2 separate regions of the Mus musculus genome follow, and region 2 is linked to region 1. The links are chromatin contacts, called in public HiChIP or PLAC-seq maps. All regions are on one chromosome and are shown on one strand. The core of a region is the stretch at or near the end of the contact, and the rest is flanking DNA. Distances in the headings are between cores, read along the strand shown.

Region 1 (6,067 bases), core at 2,271-4,770:
CCTCTAAACATACTGCTGCCCCAGACCGTTGATGTCCCCTGGTCCCCCTGCCATGACTGTTCCTGTTACGGAATCCACGTGGCTTCTGAGTCCTTTATTAGCTTAACGGACATTTCTGTAACAAATAGAAATCCCTTCCCTTCCTTCCTGCTTTATTCTTTTCCAGATTACTCTCTGAGATACACACATTTTTATTGTGTGGTCTCTTCCCTCTAGTATGATGGCAAAGAGATTTTTAAATCACATTGACTCCTGTAACCCCAGAGACAAGGCCAGCATCTGGCACACAGTAGGTGTTCAGCTAGTATTTGATAAAAGGAAGATTAGTCCAGATCAGGTGATTTTTGTTTGTTGGAAGGGATTTCTTTTGCTTTCTTTCATGTAACTCAGGCTGGCCTTGAATTTCCTACACAGCTAAGGGTCATTGACCCTGAACTTCTCATTCTCTGTCTCATAAGCGCTGGGATTACAAGCATGAGCCACACCCAGTTCGTGTGTTACTGGGGATCAAACCCAGGGAGGGCTTCTTGCATGGTAGGCAGGCAGCCTGCAAATGGAGATACATCCCTAGCCTTCTAGATTAGTTTTAATAACAGGTTCCAAATAACCAGGCCAGCTGGTATTTTGTTAACTTCCACACTCTTAAAAGCAGGGGTGTGGTGGCAGGGCAGACAACTAGGCCTTTGTTTGTTTGTTCGTTTTGGTCATAATTACTATTTCCTCGGTGATAGTATTTTCTGTATTTTGCTCTAGCTCAAAGCTTCCCTGAGGCTAGTTGACAGAGTGAACTTGCCTAAGAGTTCAGTGGTTCTCAAGATGATTTCCTTGTTTCTTTGTTGGAACGCCATCCCTTTAAGAGTCAGATCCAGACGGCCTGTTCAGCCGACTTCCAGTGTTAAAGTTATTTCCAGTGGTGCGTGGGTGGGAGGAGGGAGCTACGTTTGTTCCTTAGTGGTTTGGAAAGGCCTTCGAAGATGTCTTCCTTTCCTACCCAAGTCAGTTCATTCCCTTAAAACCCTTTTCCAAACCACGCAGCACAACCCCTTAGACTAGGCAGCCTTCAAGGCGCACTATCGGCTCTGGGTGACATTTGGGAGCATGTTTCTCCCCTCTTTAGGATGTGTCTTAGGAGAGGGTGACCTTTTCTCCTTGGGGAGTCACAGAATGATAGTCATACAGTGTTCTGTGTGGACTGACAAGATTCAGGCTTTTAGTTCTCTGGAGAGAGTTTTGCTCTGGCATTCACAGGGTGTTGACTCTAGGAAACAGGAGAAAGAGCCAGCCTGGGTTGGGAGGTCAGCACAGGAATTATCAGTATATGGAATCTATTCAAAGCCAGGAATATGAATAAAACTGATTTGGGAACAGCTGGGGATGTGGATCAGTAGGCAGAATACTTGCCTTGCACACACAATGCTCTCCATTGGACTCAGAGCACCATAGGAACCAGGTGTGATGGGGTTGCCTGCAGTCCCAGCCCTTGGGGAGAAGAGGCAGGAAGAGCACAAGAAGCTCTATATATAGCATCTGTACAGCAAGTTTGAGGGCCTTGGTTTTCAGCCTGGGCTCCTCCAATATTTAGGGGAGGAGATGAAATAACTCACAACAGGATCTGAGCAGAAGCAATTAATGGAGAAGGTGGAGAGAGGAGACTCCTGAAGGCTAAGTACGTTTAAGAAATCATGAGCCAAGGAGGACTCAGCCATCTTTATGTCTTGCTGGAGATGGAGGATGCAGCTGGCTGTGGACAGGGCGATGCTGTGATGTCAGTACCCTCAATAGGAAAGGAGACACTGAAAGTGGGAAGAGTAGAGAATGCAGAAAATGCGCTGAGAAGTTTTACTGTTAGTGTGTTTTATACCTTAGGTTTGGCCGGAAGGGGGAACAGAGGACATGAGCCCTCACTGGAAGCCCAGTTGCTCCTGCCGTTGGAAACTTCTCGACTGACAAGAGAAGCTAGTACTGATTCTGATGTCATGGGGCCTACGCTAGGCTTCTTACTCTTGGACTGACACAGTCGCAGGAAGCCAGTGCTGATGATGTCATGGGGCCTACGCTAGGCTTCTTACTCTTGGAAACTTATTTTCAGTAGAGAGGTTAGAGAGAGAAAGCAGGAGGGCCAGTGCAAATGTAAGATGTCGGAGTGTTGGGTCTTCCTAATGGCTGTTCCATCACAAATGTTAATGGCAAACTTTCACCTGCCCCCAGCTTCCCAGATAAGTTCAGCACAATTAGTAGATACTGGTGGATATCTAGGGCAGAGTGGGGACCTGACTTAGGAGCTATGGGGTCTTGAATTACTCTGACTTTTGATTACACTGGTTAAAAGATCTCTGTTAAGTGGGCGTCGGTGCTGCTCCCTGCTGTCTTCGGTTACAACTGAGGTCGTAGTTCTCAGGTTCTCAGAACAATATTTGACATGAAGACAGTGTTACTTGGTTTTGTATTTCCATTGCCCGAGTATTCGGGTCACTCTGCCGTAAGGAACACATTCTCCTTTTCCTTTCTCAAAATGCAGGTTGCGTGAGGTAGCCTAGCTTTTTATTTCTAGCTTTCTATCATCTTACTGGTCCCGTTCAAATAGTTTTCACAATAATAACAACAAAATGTGTTCATGGGTGAGACGTATTGTTCATTGAGAAAGCATTAAGTTAACGGTACAAAGTCCTTGAGTAAAGAAAAAAAAAACCTAGGACTGCAATTTTTTTCTGCATTCTACTATCACTCTCAATACAAATAGTATTTTACGAAGAGTCTGTTGAATGCGGTATTGATTTGTTTGTATGTTGGTCATAACTAATGGCTGGAGAGTCCCGTGATGCAAATTTTAAGGATCCCAATTTTAAGGATCAGGAGGCTGGTCCTCAAAAGTTGAAGGAGTTACTTGAGGCCAAATAGCTCAGCAGAGCTGAGAGGCAAAGCCAAGTGAGTAGACTCAACAGCCCTCCCTGGTGCCTCTCGGCACTGAATGCATATGCTGTGAACTGTCACAGAGACCAGCAGGACTTTACAACTCTGTAGATAAGCCTGAGACCTTATAATAGGTTGTTTGGAACAAGGAAAGTGACAACTGAATTAGGTCGAGTGTGTATATGCAGCTCTTCTTGGGTGGCTTTAAGTCCTGGGTGAAAGAATCCCTTATAGTTGAGTGGCAGGCTGACTGTAGTCTCCTGTCTGTCTTCTTTCCTTGGATTGACACAGATCTGAGCCTGAGTTTCCCCAGCACAGCTGACACCTAAATACGAGAAAATGAACAAGACTTGGGAAGTTCGGGCTCCAGGCTACTCTCATAGGGCTTCCTCGGGGCTCCCTCTGAACTGCCTGCCTGTGTCAGCGGCCTTGTCTTCTAGGTCTAATGTCACCCTGTCAGTGGAGAGAAGGGGGAAGGGAACCGGAAGTCATTTGCTGATGCTTGACCAGGCCCTGTGTGACTTCTCAAAAGCTAAGGAACCGCCACCAACAGCCACAGCAGTTCTTGGAGAACAAGACACTCTGGGCAGCTTAAAAGGACCTGCGGTGACACCCCCGGGGTGTAGCAGTGGAAAACAGACACACTTCAAGGGGCCTGTTTCCCCTCTGCTGAACATGGGGTACTCACAAAGCTAATTATAGCCACCATCTCCCCACCCCCACTGGCAGCAGCTGACATCACCAAGCCCTTGGGCTGATTGCAGTGATTCAACCACGCCTAATACTTGTGGCTGGGGACCACAGGTTTCCAGACTATCTGGGTGTGGCCAGAATACCTTCCTTGGGGCTACAGGCTCATGATGCCCTGAAGTGATTGTTTGGGGGAACCATAGACTAGGATCACTTCTTTGGGGGCAAAGAGCTGTATCTACATCAATCAGTATAGAATTTCTTTTAACTCACTAAACGGACAATACAACATGATCAGGAAGTTCCCTCCAAGTCTTCTCCCCATAGTCTCTGTTATTTCAGTTACAGGGGGTCCTAAGCAGTTCTTGGGATGAGAAATCAAGATCCAGAAAGAGGCCGAGGATGGACAAGGAAGACAGGATCTCTTCCCTCATCCTTACTTTAAGGCTCCGGGGAATGGTAAGATAATTGGAGGAAAATATTGAGACCTAGAAGACGTGGCCGCTGACACAGGCAGGATGTTCAGAGGGAGCCCCGAGGACGCCCCGTGAGAGTAGCCTGGAGCCCGAGCTTCCCAAGTCTTGCTCAGCTTCTTGTATTTAGGTGTCAGCTGTGCTGGAGAAACTCAGGCTCAGATCTGTGCCAATCCAAGGAAAGGAGACTGGAGACTACAGACAACGTGTCTCTCTATGATAGATAAACTGTGAGGCTGCGGCAGCCATGCCCATGTCTTAGGAGGAAAACAGGACCGTCCTTCCTCTCTCCCTTCCAGCAAGTTCTCTGGGTTCTGCCCTGCAGCCTGACCTGAGTCTCAAAGTAGACAATATGAGGTTGCCATCCTCCTGGGGATAGAGGGAGCTCATGTCTGTAACCTACATTTCCTTTTAGAGTTGACCAGGTTAAAAACTCTAAGCTGAGAGTTTCTGAGAGACATCCTCAGAAGATCAAAGGACATTCAATGTCCCAAGGCATAGAGGGGCTGGAGATTTCCTTTCAGGATGTTCATCGTCCCTACCTGTACCCCAAGTTTTCTCTTCATCCTGGACCTCAACAGGCTCCACCCACTGCCTCCATGGTGTGCCTTCTACTCCAGCATGGCCAGAGAGTGCCTGTTTAAGTCCTCTCCCCACAGGGTCTGTCCCTGAAGGAAGCTGCTGGACCCGTGACCACTTTAATCTCCTCTGTTTCTGGAACCTTCTTGAGGCTGGAACATGCAGATTTGACTAAATTTCAAGGAGCTGAGGTTCATAAACCCCTAATCTCAGGGTGACTGGCCTGATAGTCAGAGGACCTTGGTGGAGGCTGAAGAACTCACCCTGCCGGGTGAGAGCGCAGCTGCGAAGCACACGCTGCATCCTGCAACGCAAACAGAAACTTCTGCTGCCTGTTTGGAATTGGGTTTTGTAATTATTCCTTGCTGAGGGAGGCAAAAGCTGTGTACATCAATGTGATGACTTCGGAGGACAGAGAGAGAAGCAGAGGGGGCTGAGGGGTGCAGAGAGGAGGAGAGCAGTAGTCAGCACTGTGGACTTCCTTGGTGGCTCTCCAGAAATATCTGCCATGAAAGATCAGTAATGCTCCTCAGAGATGAGAGCCCCTCGCTACTCACAGTAGTCAGGAAAGGCCTGCTGATGCAAAAGCTTACTGAATGGTGTCTGCAGACACTCATAACATAGCAAGTGTAAGACCTCATTCCTAATGGACATTAGCAGCAACAGTACAGGTCTTCTGATGACAACAACCTCCCATCAACGATGGCAACCATGCAAGTCTGTTCCGACCAGAGTGCTCCCCAGAACTGCCTGTCAATAACAGGAAGAAGTAACATTTCTTAGGTGCTATTTACGTGTCAAGCACCATGGAAGCACTTAATGTGTCTAGCTTAATTTTCAGAGCAACTGTGACGTAGGCATTAATTAGTATTGTCTCATTTCATACATGAGCAATGGAAAAACTAAACAATAAAGTTGTACCGGCAGTATGTGAGACACAAACACAAACACAAGCTTGCCTGAAATCCGTCTTTAGCCATCATCCTGCCCCATTTCCCCACGGTCAATTGTCATGGCATCACTGTGAGCAAGGATGCAAGGAGGAAGTAAATATACTAACACTAGAATCTCTAAGCTTACTGATAAGGAAACTAACTGATGTTGGGGTCGGGGGAGTGACAGGTTGGTAAGTGATTGGTCCAGCACCATACAGTTCAATAGCAGCATAACCAGCATCCAGAGCCAGCAACAGAGCTGGTCTTGTGCTGCCTCCATTCCATCTCAGCATCTCTGGATGATGCTTTTAGAGTGAAGGGTCCAACTGTCAGTTGACCCCTTTTAAAGTAAAGGCAGGAGAATAAGTTCAGGAGGAGTTCCTTGTCTAATCCTAAGGCTTGGATAAGGAAGGGGATTTAGCTCCGGGATTTACTTAGCAGGGCTAACCAGCTTTCTGAGTCTCAGCTCAGAAGTGCAGG
Region 2 (6,067 bases), core at 1,264-3,763, 77 kb after region 1:
AAGCTACAGGGTCATAAGGGATCAAGAAAGCCAGGGAGGCTATTTCTGTAAAGGGAATGAAAAATGCAAATACTGGAGAAAATAATAACTTGACATTCATGAGTCAAAGTAAGAAAGGTCTTGATGAAGCTTTCTCCCCAGTCTTACCAAGAGTATGCTGTCCCAGTAGGGGCTTTTGTTTTGGAAACAGGGTCTTGTGATGTAGGCAAGCCTGAGATTGAACTATTGATCCCTTATCTCCGCCTTCCAAACATTGGATTATAGGTGTGCACCGTTACATCTGCCTCCAGTGGAGGTATTAAGCTTAAACTAAGGTAAACAGGGAACTGGGGTGTGTGTGTGTGTGTGTGTGTGTGTGTGTGTGTGTGTGTGTGCGTATGTGTGTGTGTCTATGTGTGTGTTTGAGAGAGAGTGTGAGAGAGAGAGACAGAGAGAGAGACAGAGAAAGAGACAGAGACAGAGGGAGACAGAGGGAGGAAGAGGGAGAGACAGAGAATATGACCTCCTGTGGTCTGAATGTATTCTCAAATACTAACATGTGAGAAATTTAGTTTCTAGTAGCTGCATGGAAACTTAGACTTTGTCCAAGATTAATTGTAGAAAGTTAGTTTCTAATGCAACAGTTCGTGGAGGTGGAGTCTGGCAGGTGGTGGTTAGGTAGTTCACAGGGTCCATGCCCTCATCAGTAGAGACACTATTAAAAAGCCTTGTAGGTGCAGAATCTGTCTGTCTGTCTGTCTCATTCCATCCATCTATCCTTTCTCTCTTTCCTTCTCTCCTTTCCCTTAACCTCCTTTCTCTTCCTCGTCTTCTTTCTCCTACTCCTTCTTTTGGGTCTGTTTGAGATGGTCTCAAGAAGACCAGGCTGGCCTCAAACTCTGAGTATGAACTCACTGCATAGCTGAGGCTGACCTAGAACTTTTTATTTTTCTGCTCCATCTCTGAAGTGTGAGATCACTGGCAAGTACCACCGTGTTGGTTTTAAACAGTACTGGGATCAAACTCAGGACCCCATGCAGGCTCTAAAAGCATTCTACCAACTGAGCTACATCCCCAGCTCCGATTGTGTTTTGTTTTGAGACCTGGTCTACTTATAGAATCCTACGTTGTTTTCAAGCTGGTGGCAATCCTCCTGTCTCAGTCTTTTGAGTGTTTCCTGTGTAACTAATATTCACCTCTTTTCCCTCCTCAAGAGTTGGAGGTTGAATGCAATGCTTCATGCATACTAGGCAAGAACTCGACCCTGAACCCTGTCCAGGCCTTCTTTTTCACCCTGTATAAGAGGGCATAATGTAGGTTGGCCATTCCCATAATTTCTGTACCACACCACCCCAGCACATCTTGTATGCAGGACGAATTGCAGGTGGAGGTTTTTGTAGCTCGGTTGATGTCCCCATCTCTCTATTGTAAGTCTTGCCTGGTTATAGGAGATGGCTGGTTCAGGTGCTGTATCCCCCTGTTATTAGGAGTCTTATCTAGGGCTACGCTTGTAGATTCCTGGGAGTTTCTACTGCACAGGGTTTCTAGCTAGTCCCTGAGGTATACCCCATTTCCAGTTGTCTTTCCCAGTACTCTCTCCCTTCATCCTGGGAACAGCCAACCAATGACTGATCCAGCTTGAGACCCCTGCTACATGAGGGAGCCCAGCGCTGATCTCATCTAGAGGGTCAGGGATCAGAGTCTGGATAGCCCAGAGACTCAGAATAGAATCAAACAGGACCAGCAATTTTTAAGCCAATGAAATGATTCCTAGTGATAGTCTACTCTACTCATATACAGGAACATAGCATAATCATCATCAGAGAGGCATCATCCAGCAACTGATGGAAACAGATGCAGAGACCACAGCCAAACATTGGACAGAGCTTGGGGAATGCTGCAGTAGATGGGGAGAGAAGATTTGAGGAACCAGAGGGGTCGAGGAAACTACAAGAAAACAGCCCACAGAACCAACTAACCAGTGCTCATAGGGGAACTAGAGGTGCAAGTGGTTATAAGTGGCTTGATGTGGGTGCTCAGATGTGAACACTGTACCAGCAACACACACTCCTGACCACGGAGCCATCACCCCACCGGCATCCCACCTTTGGTGTTTTGTTTTGTTTGTTTGAGACTGATTTGAACTCTACAGAAATTCAGACGAAAGACTGAACAGGATGCTGACTGCATTTGAACAGGAACTTATCAGACTCTGGCGAGGAGTCAGAATCGGTCCCTTCTGGAGCGTGAGAAATGACTCCGACACGAGAGAAGACAGAGGTACTGAGCTTAGAGGTCAGAGTCCAGTGGCACACCATCATCAGAAATGGGCTATTTGAGGAGAGAGACTTAGGACACACGGGTAGCACTTGTGACATTGATGTAGGCTTGTGGCAGTTGGAAAATGGCCTGGAAACAAGCTGGAAATGAGATTGGGACATGTGTGACGAGAGTCACAACCAGACTGTCAGCCTACTCCAGGCAGCCAGCACCCATGGGCCTCTGTGCTCGTCACTCTGCAGACAGGACCGAGAATGACAGCCACACATGGAGTTCCAATCAAGCCCAGGTCACGAGGGACAGAGACTCTTGAAGTCAGTCCTCCACCACCAGGAAGCAAGGTAGTTGGCCTACCTCCTGCTCCAAGCCACGGGCTACTGCTGGCTTGATTCCTAGTGGTGCTTTTCGAGTTGTTCCGTGAAGTCAGTGACATGTGTCTCCTGGTTTGGGTTCAGATTACAATCAGTAATCAACCAAACTCCCTGAGACAAAAACAAATAAACAAACAAACAAACAAATTTCCGGTTTGGAGATCGGAGCCCATCTGTTTCTCATTTTATCTCTGGTCTGGAAGACTCCATGGCTTATTTGTTCTCTCTGCTCCTACCTTAAGAACACACAGCCAGCTGGAAGCAAAGTGGCCTTGCTTGTGCTTGACTACCTATGTTCAAGTGAGAGTGATGTGTGCGGTGGGGACTGCGTGTTTCCGTGCAGAACAGGAGAGGTGCCTGACTTAAATTTTTTTTCATGAAATTTTAATTTCCATATTTAATCTAAAAAAAACCAACTAAATACAAGCAAACAGTACAGAAACCATGTCTTATTAAGTGAGTGGTAGGCAACAGATATCTCCATGCTTATGTCTCAGCAGAGTCACTGGTGCAATGGAAGGATAGCAGTTGATTAGCAGATCAGTTGAGTGTGAACTCTGGCACTGAACAAGCATCTTGGAGACTGCAGTGTTTACCATCAGCCTCTCTTCTGAGATGCAGGAGGAGCAGGCAGTCTGGAGACTCCAGCTCTGTTGTCTTTTGTGTTACAGGTCCCTCTTGTGTTGGCTGTGAGCATTGTCTTGCTTCTGCACCTTGAAACATGAGACCTGATTTTGTGAGTTTGTCTGCATTGCAGCTAGAATCCTGCTCTTTCTTCACACCATGGTCACCATCTCCCCCAACTACCACCATCAGCACCATGTCCCCCACTACCACCATCAGCACCATCTCCCCCACTACCACTGTAATCATTACCATTGTGACTATAGCATTTAATGTGAATGTAGAAAGTCAGAGTGGGAAAACCGTATTTAAAACCATGTGCCGGAGTGTAGGTAGTTCAGTTGATAAGAGTGTTTGTCAAGCATGAACAAAGCCCGGGATTTAGTCTCTAAAAGGATGAACACTGGTGTGGAGGAACACCCAGCATTAGGGAGGCAGTCAAGTAAGAGGTTCACAGCAGTCTTAGCTACCTACATAGTTGGAGACCCCATTTCAGAGACAAAACAAGCCATTTGCCCAGACAGATGGGCTTTGAATTCTTCACTGTGTTCCCTCTGACAAGTGTATGCCAACAGCTAATGCCTGTGTTTGCCAGTTTTTACACTGATTATGTGGATTACGTAGGCGGGTACAATGATACTCACATGACTAAGATCCAAAACTGGTCTTAATATACACTGTATATAATGTATATAATATATAATGTATATAAATTGCTTGCTGATGGACTGAAAAAAATAAATTGTTTCAAGACAGGATCTTACAATGGAGCCACAGTTGGCTTTGAACTCACTGTGTGACCCCAGTGGCATTGACGTTTCATGATTCTCCTGCCTCTCGACTGCCAAAGTCACAGGTGTGCTCTACCACGCCCGCCTCGAAAGCTGATCTTCACATACTCATTTCTCCTTTAGAGATTCTTAACCAAGAGTGAAGAAGATGTAACCGAGGCAAATTGGCTATGCTGTGTCTGGATATGGGGGTTGAGTTGTCTGCGCGCTATGGATGTAACGAAGCAGCCAACGACAACATGAAATACTCGCTGATGGCGTCTTAGCTTGGAATTATGCCCCAAGTTAAAATGTGCTCCCTTCTCTTGTACTTTTGTTATTGTTGTGCCGCCACACCCCTACTCTGTGGCAGCGTTTTGTTGAGTAGTTCAATTGACATGAACGTCAGATTCTCCTCTCTTCATGTCCTAAGTGCAAGGCCTCACTGGGCTGCCTGCCCATGTCCCCATCTTCAGAAGCTGAAACAAGCCTTTCTCTGTACGCCAAAACCTAGCATGTGCCACTTTCTTCAGTCCCCTAAATCTGACTGCAGCAAGCTGAAAGGCAAACACGTGGTTGACACTTGTCAGGAGAGGTGTGTGGGCAAAGCTTATGAGGGATATATGACTGATGATGGTCCTGACCAAACGAAAGGACTTCCTTCCCTGAATTCACACAGGGAATTCTGTGTGCAGGGCACTTCATTTGGCCCTTGAACTGGGCCACTTTACGGTTCACCTTCCTGTTATAATGTATGCATCACCAGGATCCTCAGAGTTGGACAAATTTCTCTTTGAATTTCTATGGACAGGTAGAGAGTTTATCACAAGTGAATAATTAAATAATAGCTACTGAGGAGGTTCAATGCATGCCTTGTTTTTCCTACGGATACTGGAGATGTTTCAGAGAAAAGAATATTGTTCTGTGTGCCTTTCTACCCTCCCCGTTCTTCATCTCTTTTCCTACCATGTTCAGAAGATGATCCAGGGCACGTGACAATATTCACAGCAAGCAGGCTAGCCTTCCAAAGCCATGAGAAACCTCTGCAAGTACCCTGAGCCTGGGTCCACATTTCCTGATAATGGCTCTGCCAAAGGTGGCCAGGCCTCTCCACCAGGGTGGGAAATTCTCAGCTGGTAAACTTGGTAAACATTGCTTACCAAGGCCAGCACTGGACAGAAAGTAGCAATCCAACTGCATTCCTGTAAGCTGTCATATGTTAAAAACAATAATCATAAAAATCTATGCAGAGCTGACGAAATGGCTCAGGAGGTAAAGACTTCTGCCACCACACCTAACCATCTGAGTTTGACCCCCAGGGCCCAGATAGCAGAAAAAGACCCCTGTTCCAGCAATTTAGCCTCTGATCTCTACATTTTTACTGTTGTACATACCTCCTCCACCAAATAGATAAAAATATAATGAAGAGGAATTTTTTTAAAAAAAAAAATCTATTCCTTGGAGACATTGGAAACTTTTATTTTAGTTTTGGTTTTAGTTAGTTAGTTAGTTAGTTAGTTAGTTAGTTAGTTAGTTAGTTAAGATAGAATTGTGCTGTATAGCCCAGGGTGGCTCGGATTTTGTGATTCTTTTATCTCAGTCTCCAGAGAGCTGGGATTGCATGCATACCTGTCACAGCCAGCTATAAAACTTTTAAACGCACTTTCTGCTTGGCAGCTTGTCGTATTTGAAGAAAGCTCCGTAATAAATTTTGAGTTCTCTGTGACACGACTTCTATCTTGGCGCTCCTGGTCTTTCTGACAGACATTCCTTACTTGGACCTTAATATAATTTCCATTACTTAGGGCATGGCTGTGTGCTGGGCGCTGGGAAGAGCTTTCATGTATTGTCTCCTTTCTCTCACCCAGACTCGTGAGGTGAGGGTCATTACCGCAGGTCAGCCATGCAAGGATAAGTAACTGGCCTGAGCAGTAAACATGAGTGCTGGGACTGGAATCCAGGACTGTCCAGTGTCCAGGGCCGTGTTTACATCCTCCGAGGCATGCTGCCTCCCTGAGCTACACGGGCTGAGTTCATTCCCCT

The links. HiChIP or PLAC-seq counts read pairs in DNA pulled down with a chosen protein or histone mark.
Region 2: a contact with region 1 is called in an H3K27ac HiChIP or PLAC-seq map of microglia, with 5 times the contacts expected there. The contact joins two enhancer-like sites. A contact is called at or near these places in 1 of 39 promoter capture datasets (hippocampal neurons), 16 of 484 Hi-C or Micro-C datasets (the C10 cell line, CD8 T cells, the CH12 cell line and 12 more) and 6 of 115 datasets of contacts at active chromatin or transcription factors (CD8 T cells, the HPC-7 cell line, embryonic stem cells and 3 more).

Annotation. Positions count from the first base shown.
Region 1 is chr9:41,101,906-41,107,972 of GRCm38.p6, forward strand. All of the region lies in intron 1 of Ubash3b (ubiquitin associated and SH3 domain containing, B), which reads right to left. Among named protein-coding and RNA genes, the nearest start is that of Ubash3b, 53 kb to the right of the region's middle. Within about 2 kb of position 3,521, at least 110 of the 459 cell types and tissues checked have an H3K27ac peak or open chromatin away from gene starts, as enhancers often do. A contact at or near this core is called in CD8 T cells, microglia and regulatory T cells, where this site is marked.
Region 2 is chr9:41,179,473-41,185,539 of GRCm38.p6, forward strand. Gm35657 (a long non-coding RNA gene) reads left to right here. Exons shown (of 8, transcript XR_870644.1): 7 at 1,780-3,366; 8 at 4,169-5,416. Among named protein-coding and RNA genes, the nearest start is that of 1700063D05Rik, 24 kb to the right of the region's middle. Within about 2 kb of position 2,514, at least 26 of the 459 cell types and tissues checked have an H3K27ac peak or open chromatin away from gene starts, as enhancers often do. A contact at or near this core is called in CD8 T cells, microglia and regulatory T cells, where this site is marked.